2 separate regions of the Rattus norvegicus genome follow, and region 2 is linked to region 1. A link is a contact called in public Hi-C data. All regions are on one chromosome and are shown on one strand. The core of a region is the stretch at or near the end of the contact, and the rest is flanking DNA. Distances in the headings are between cores, read along the strand shown.

What was found. A called contact is a pair of places that touch in the nucleus more often than the background predicts.
Region 2: a contact with region 1 is called in a Hi-C map of psoas muscle, with 2.3 times the contacts expected there. The contact joins the promoter of Psmb7 here to the enhancer-like site in region 1. A contact is called at or near these places in 2 of 12 Hi-C or Micro-C datasets (hepatocytes and psoas muscle).

Annotation. Positions count from the first base shown.
Region 1 is chr3:42,612,592-42,616,421 of GRCr8, forward strand. No RefSeq gene overlaps it. Among named protein-coding and RNA genes, the nearest start is that of Dpf3l1, 9.9 kb to the right of the region's middle. Within about 2 kb of position 2,175, at least 2 of the 93 cell types and tissues checked have an H3K27ac peak or open chromatin away from gene starts, as enhancers often do.
Region 2 is chr3:42,825,837-42,829,666 of GRCr8, forward strand. It overlaps Psmb7 (proteasome 20S subunit beta 7), which reads right to left and starts at 1,634. Exons shown (of 8, transcript NM_053532.1): 1 at 1,566-1,634; 2 at 1,077-1,170. The coding sequence starts at 1,627.

The DNA.
Region 1 (3,830 bases), core at 925-3,424:
TGTATGTATGTATGTATGTGTGTGTATATGTGTATTTATGTGTATGTGTGTATGTATGTATTTAATTAACTGTTTATTTGTGTGTATGTTTGTATGTATTTAATTCCTTGATTATTTTGCATGTATGTATGTATGTATGTATGTATTTAATTTCTTGTTTATTTATGTGTGTGTGTGTGCAGGTAGCCACAGCTGCTGTGTGACCCTATCTATCACGTCATATCGAGAAGACAACATTTCACAGAGCTTGCCTTTGTCCTTCAGCTCTCTCAACCTTTCTGCCTCCCTTTGACATCGAACTTCTGATCCTCTTACCTATACCCTCTGGGGTATGGGATTACAGACTTGAGCCACACTGTTCTCCCTTTTAACACTGGAGAACTGATATGGAACTGTGACTCAATATATACAAAACCCTGAGTCCACCTCTACATACACACATACACACACAAACACACACACACAAACACACAAACACAAACACACACACACAAACTCACATACACACACACACACACACACGCGCGCGCACACACACACAGGGACCTGAGGAGGAAGGGAGACTCCTCGTGGGCTGTGGCATTTTCTGGCCTCTTATATTCCAAGGCTACCTGCACAATTAATCTCCTTCCCCAGGGTCATCAGCATAGTGAAAACTACACAGAATCTCACCCTGCACCTCCAGCCCTGCTCACTGTGACCCTATAGCCCCATTGCCCCATGTCAACCCAGCATATACAAAGTCAGCTACCCGAGTATCACTGTCAACCACACCTCAGCTGTTTATACCCACATGGTGTTACATGCACGGTCCTGTGACTTCTTCAGTCCACTTGCAATTCTATGTCCCATCAGCCCTTCCAGTAACATTGATGCCTCCCTACAGAGTCCTGACTGCAAGCCCATTGCTCACGGTGACCCTATAGCCCAGTTTGGGCCTGTTGTCCCACCCTAGATATAGCCTGCCATTGCCACTTTCCAGGAGCTGGCTCCATGTTATTGGACTGAGGAGGCCATGATGTGTCCTCACCTGGAAACAGAGCAAGCATGAAGAAAAGCCTTTGTCTGCTATGCTGAGGAGAGCAGAACCCCTGGGTGTCCCTCCCCTGAGTGGCCCCTCCCTTGAGTGCCCCCTCCCCTGAGTGGCCTCTCCCCTAAGTAGCCCCTCCCCTGGGTGCCTCCTCCCCTAGGTGCCTCCTCCCCTGAGTGGCCCCTCCCTTGGGTGCTCCCTCCCCTGAGTGGCCCCTCCCCTAGGTTTTCCCTCCTCTGAATGGTCCCTGCCCTGGGTGCCCCTTCCCCTGGATGCTCCATCCCCTGAGTGACCCCTCCCCTGGGTGCCCCCCTCTTAAAGGCACTAAGTAGAGCCTGTTCAGAGTTGTGTCAAACTCTTTCCATACCCTGGGGTGATTGTAGGGTCCAACAGAAATAGTGGGGTTACTCTATAGAGCCCTAGCAGTCTTGAGGGAAGGGTAGTTCTCCAGGCAGCTGGCCCCACCATGCTATATGTAGAGCAAGCCTGGGGTGTGAGCATTAGACAAAGGAACCCACACCAGGGAGAAGCTATGCCAGGATCCTGGATCTCAGTTCCTGCCTCCTGGAGAATATCTGGCCCTCAACTGTTAGAAGGGCAGAAGCTCAGAACTCCTTCACCTTTCACCCACCAGGTACCTCACTGGCCTCACCTCCCAGAGGAGGTGATTACCACAGGCTCTTTACACTACAGACAGAGCTCATGAGTCGTTCAAGTCTGAAATCACCTAGATCTAATTCAGAATTGAAGCTCTGCTTTTTAACAGTCACAAGCCTGAGTTTCCCTCCCTGTAAAATGCAGATAATAATTTTTCACTTCTCATAGTGGTTGTGAAAAATATGAGGAGTTAAAACCCTGGCACATAGTAGGGCCTCAGCCAGCCGATAAGCCTTGGACAGTGTGACTGTCTTATTTAACACCGAGTCCCAAAGCCCAGCACACTGCCCAGCACACAGTAGGTGCTTAATATTTGTTCATGGGATTAATGAAGCCTCCTTAACCTCCAGCCCTCAAAGTTTGCCTCATCGTGTCTCCCTTCTTCCCAAACTCTGCTCCCTAAGGTTTTCCCTGCAAAGGTCAACTGGTAAGTCAACAGGACCAGAGTTGGCCACCTTCCAGAGCTGGGAGCCCTGAGTTGCAATGTCAGATCCTGGTCACTAGGGGGCAAAGTCTCTTAAGGTTTCTGCAGGGGCTCAAGTCCTTGCCACTCGGGGGCCACAGGGGACTTGAAAGGGTGCAGACAACTAGGTCCTATCTCCTTGCTTCTCTGGCTAAAGAACCTTGGTACTGCTCTCCTGAAACTCAACGGAAGAGAGCCTTACACTCTGTTTTACTTGGCTACTCAGAACGTGGCTATTTGTCAGGTTTGACCTGGCCTCATCCCTTGAAGTTTTAACCTGTTCACCAGTGTCCTGGCTTTACTCACTATGCAGGCACACCCAAACCTCAAGATTTCCTGTTGCTCCCAGCCCAAGAAGTCCAGGTTAGCAAAACTAGATGACCCGTTTGCTACCCATTTGATAGATGGGAGAGCTGAGGCCCACAGAAGAAGAAAGTTCCTTTTTTTCACCAAGCTGTTTAGCAATTGCCCTAGGGGAGGAAGACCATGAAGTCTTCCTTGTGTTCTATTCCCCATCCTGGAGAAAGTTCCTGCCCTGCCTCACTGCATCCTCTGCCACGACTTGACAAAGTTACACCTGTCAGCCATTACAGCTTCAGCGAGGGAGCCCTGGCAAGGGTGTCCCAGTTCACAGGTAACAGGTCACAGTTTGTCCTGGGGATTGTCTGACTTCCAGGCCCACCTCCTTTATACTAAGTCAAACTATGTATGATTGCCATTCCCACAGGCCAAAGAATTTCAGATACCTAGTATACTTAAACTATTGCTTTGGACACCCTCTTCCCCTGTAAAAGGAAGGAACCATTCTTGAACTATTCTAGTGGCAGTGAGGGGCAAAGGGTGGTTTCTTCAGGTACGAAATAGATTACTATTGCTAGAGAGATTGGCCTGCAAGGTCCCCCGAAAGAACCTGCGTAGCCAAGCTCAAGGACGTCTACCCACAGATGTCATGTACCCCGAGTGGGAGAGATTCAGGCCGCATGGGCTAGATGTCATGGGGGTCCCTCAGAAGCAAGCAAGTCCACATGGTAGGAATGTAGAATGTCACAGAATACAGTAGCTGGAAAGGCACAGAGGGAAGGTGGATGTTGAGGAATGTCATAAGATGCTTTGGAATGTCAGAGAATGTTACAAGGCATCATGGGTTCTTGTAAATGTCAAATGACCCTGTAGAGTGCTCTGCTTGGTCGTCAAAGTCGTCGGATGTCAAGGACCACTTTCCAGTGCTACCAGGCAATGCCGAGGAGGACTGTAAATGCCATGATGACGTGGACAGTCCTCCTGGTCCGTAAAAGGCTGTTTGCTGGGAAGCCACAGCATGTCTCGGGAACCTCAAGCCCGGGAAGTACTTTGGAGATCACACGGATTCACTTGCACGTTTTGCAGATGGGAAAACTGAGGGCGGTGGTGGTACACAGTCCGTGTCTGGTGGACATACAGAGGCAGAAACTGATTTGAGCCTCTGGCCTCCCAGGCTGAACAGCCTCCCTGGGCCAGGGGCTCTTGGGGACTAATTAACCCCCGTGATGGAAACAGCGGTGCCCAGGGGGTATTGAGCAAACCTCCCAGTTCTGGCTGGCACTGGCCCTCTGTCAGGATGGGAATTAACTCCACGTGTGGGGCTTTCTGGTCTGGAGCATGAAATAATGAGTTATTTGTGTGGAAATCAACAGCATACCA
Region 2 (3,830 bases), core at 384-2,883, 210 kb after region 1:
GAATTATTTAAGAAAAGCAATGTTGGCCATTCTCTGCTCCCATAATTCCATATCCCTAGTCAAAATTCCTACCAAAACTATTGTCCTACATTTTCAGCATATCCTTAATAAATGTTACGGCTAAATCCTCAGGTGATTAAGACTTATTTTCATCTTCAATCAAGGCTCAGAGATTCAGTAAATTCCTTACAAATCACAGATCTAAACTGGAAAGAAAAAACGTAGAATGAAGATCCACAATCTTTCCAACAAAATAACCACTTCTAGGTCAGCAAGGTTGTTCAGCGAGTAAAAAACACTAGCCCTGCAAGTCTGTTAAACTGACTTCCACTGCAAGAACCCACATGAGGCTCAGAATAGACTCCACCAAGTTGTTCTCTGACCTCTCCACTTTTCCCATAGCATGTGCACACACACCTATACAGAGAAAAATCAAGGAAACAGCTACCTCTATCAGTTTTTGAAATGTGTCTCTCTTTACCCATTAACAACATTAATCACTAGCCTTTATGATTTTTACAGTTTATTTCAGGATTTCTCTCCATTTGATGGATGGAGTTTTAACTCTGTGAAGAAAGCTGAGGGCAGAGTGGCCTGCCAGTAATCACTTAATCCCAACGTTCCAGAAGCGAATGCAGAAGCAGGTAAATCTCTGGGAGTTTAAAGCAGCCTGATCTACCCGTTATGTTCCAGGGCAGTCAGGGCTATATAATGAGACCCTGTCTCAAAACAGGGGAGACTGAACTGTCCATGCAGTTCAATAGAAGCAGTATAAATGCATTAAACATCTAGACTAACCAATTAATCCCAAATTCTGTGCTTTCCCATTATATCATCCCGCTTCCTAGAGCACCTTAGGAAAAACCAAATTGCCCTCACATCTAAAACTTCAAAATGAATAAATACAAACTATTTAATGGGTAAAACCTCCTGGTTAAAGCATTTCCTAATAAAAGCCGTTTTTTATGATGCACCCTGACATTTGCACTGGCAGATCTAGCTGGAAGTTTGAGTCCAAGTGGTCTAACTACTGTTAAAAGGTCAGTTACTGCTACGGTCGGCCTATCTCGGCTTACCTTATAGACCACCCCCGCGATGGTAGTGCCAGTTTTCCGAGCTTTCGGAAGTTTGAACCCCTTTTTTGCAAAATCAGCTTCCAAGACCGCATTCCTAAGGGAAGACACAGAAAGCAAGTGTTAGAGGACAAGACCACTGGCGCGAAGAGTGGGTGCTTAGGAGGGAACTCAGTTTGCTTCCACCCTCGTCTGTTTACTGGATTCTCCCATCATCAGCACCATCCGCGAGCAAGAAGAGACTGGGGCTATGACCCCCGCCCCACTAAAGACACAGGAAGGACCAAATCCTTACACACAGGCAAGGGGAGAGAGCCGCGCCGGTCTCAGAAGCAGCCCACGCTGGGGCCCGATTCCCTGAGTCACTCGGCCGCGGGCATCATCCCCACGCTCGCCTAAGGCCTCCGACCTAGGCCGCAGCCCAGCTCCGGCACGACCCCGGGTTCGGAACTCCTACTCGCGTCCCGATCGCGCCCCTGAGCATGAACATACCTGCGGCAATTATCAAAAGAAAAGCCTCCGACCGGTGCCTGAAACACCGACACAGCCGCCATCTTCCCAAGAAAGTGCTTCCGGGCCGAGGGCGGAGCAACCAAAAAGAATTTACACTTCCGGCGCAGCTGGGGAACAGGATGAAAGGGCGGGGCAAACTTGGAACTGGCTTTATTGGGCATAGAGTTCCTGAGTTCTCCTGAGTTCCTAGAGAGGCTCGGATCTTTGGAACATTTTGCCTCAAATCCTGGGGAGAGGAAACTAAAGACCAGCCGAAGGGACAGTATTTGTTAAGTCAGATAAATAAAATTCCCCCAATTACCAAATCTCCTGGCGCTCAGACCAGATCTGTTTCTACCGTTAAATTAGAATCCCTCATGTTTCAGGGACATCCACACACCCCAGGTCCCAGCCGCTGAGCAAGTCCCTTCAACTCCCTATTTCCTCCTGTGCGGCGAAGCTTTCACCTTCCTCAGAAAGCCAGACACATGAAAAGATGTTTCACGCCACGAGGCATGAGGGAAATGCAACCCCCAGCCCCCAATGAGATACTTTGGACCCACTACAACGACTGGAGTCGGACAGAGAAAATCACAAGTGTTGGAGAGAATGTATAAATTTAACTCTCATCTGTGACAGGTGGGAATGTAAAATGGTCATCTGCTCCGCAAAATGAATTGGATCTTAAACCTGAATTGTCACTGAAAAACTAAGTTCACAAGTGCTTCTTCACAAATAGGCATAGCAACGAGGGTCATAACAGACAAATCTGGAAACAGCAAAAATGCCCATTGACAGATGAATGAATAAACAAAATGTGATATATCAACATAGTGGAATAGTATTGGGCCATGAAAGGGAAGGAAATGTGATACCAACTAAATCAGGGGTGAACCTTGAAAACAATTTGCTAAGTATAAAGAGGGTAGGCATGGAAAAAAACACATTGCATAATTACATTCACATGTGATATGCATGTACATTCATGTGTAATCGAGTTCACATGCCTGTGAGTGCATGTGGGTGCATGTATATGGAGGCCCAAGGTTAATGTTGGGAGTCTTCCATTACTCTCCACCTTACCTTTGAGGCATAGTCTCTCAGTTGAACCCAGAGCTCACCAATACAAGATGGTTAGCCATCTTGCTCCAAGGATCCCTGCCCCTGTCCTCTGAGCACTGGCATTACAAGTCAACCGATACACCCACCAGCATTTACATGGATTCTGGGGATTCAAACTCCAATCCTCATGCTTGCATAGCAAGTTGTTCAACTTCTGGGCCATCTCCCTAGCCCTATACAGTTCCATTTGTATGAAGTATCTCAAAATAGACAAATCCATAGAAGCATAAAGTGAATCAGTAGTTATTAGGGCTGAAGAAGAGGCACGGGATTGTACAGTGGGCACAGAGTTCAAAATGTTATTCAGCATTATGAATGCAATGTTATGTAAATTTTAACAAAATCTCCTACTGAGAGAAATGTAATGCTTGCTGTGGAAGTCAGGGAAAAAATTTAAACTTACTTAGACAATAGGTGACACCCTCCACGACTATGAAATTAATTCATTTGCAAATATTTATTAAGTACCTACTATGTGCCTAGCATAATGAATGAATGAATGGCATCCCAAGGGTCTAGAACCAGTGTCTCAACTATGATTTTAGTAAATGTTCACTACAAATAAAGTTCTATCTGATTGCATCTCTGGGTCTTTTGAAATAAAATAAATTTAATTTTGAAGCCCTACCCCTTGTGCTAAGAATAGACTAGGAGAGTGGGTCCTAATCCAGTGTAGCTTGAGTCCTTGCTTGTTGACAGCCACAGGTGAAGATAACAATTCCTTATAATGTTTCTGCGGCTAGGAAATACAAAGGCCGCCTGTCAAAGCCCCAGAAAATAGACAATGGGCTGGACCAGACCCTCACACATGACCTCAAAAGGAAGTCACAGTCCTAATATTTCCAAACTCCTGAACTGTAAGGCAACTTATTTCTGTTGCCTATGCCATCTGGCTTAGAGTAATTTGTTATGGCTGCCTATCGAAGTCAGACACATCACAAGTTTACAAGCCACAGAAGAGAAAAACTCAAAACAAGTCTCTCTGGTTGGGAGTGGGCTGGTTTAGAAGCCTGAGAATGTAAGCTTATGAGATAAACAAGAGGAACAGATGAGAAATAACAAAATCAAGTTTTAGATGCGGCTTTTTGCGGGGACAGAGTTCCGAGCCTGCAGCAGAAGGAGGAACTACGGTGGGAAGATGAC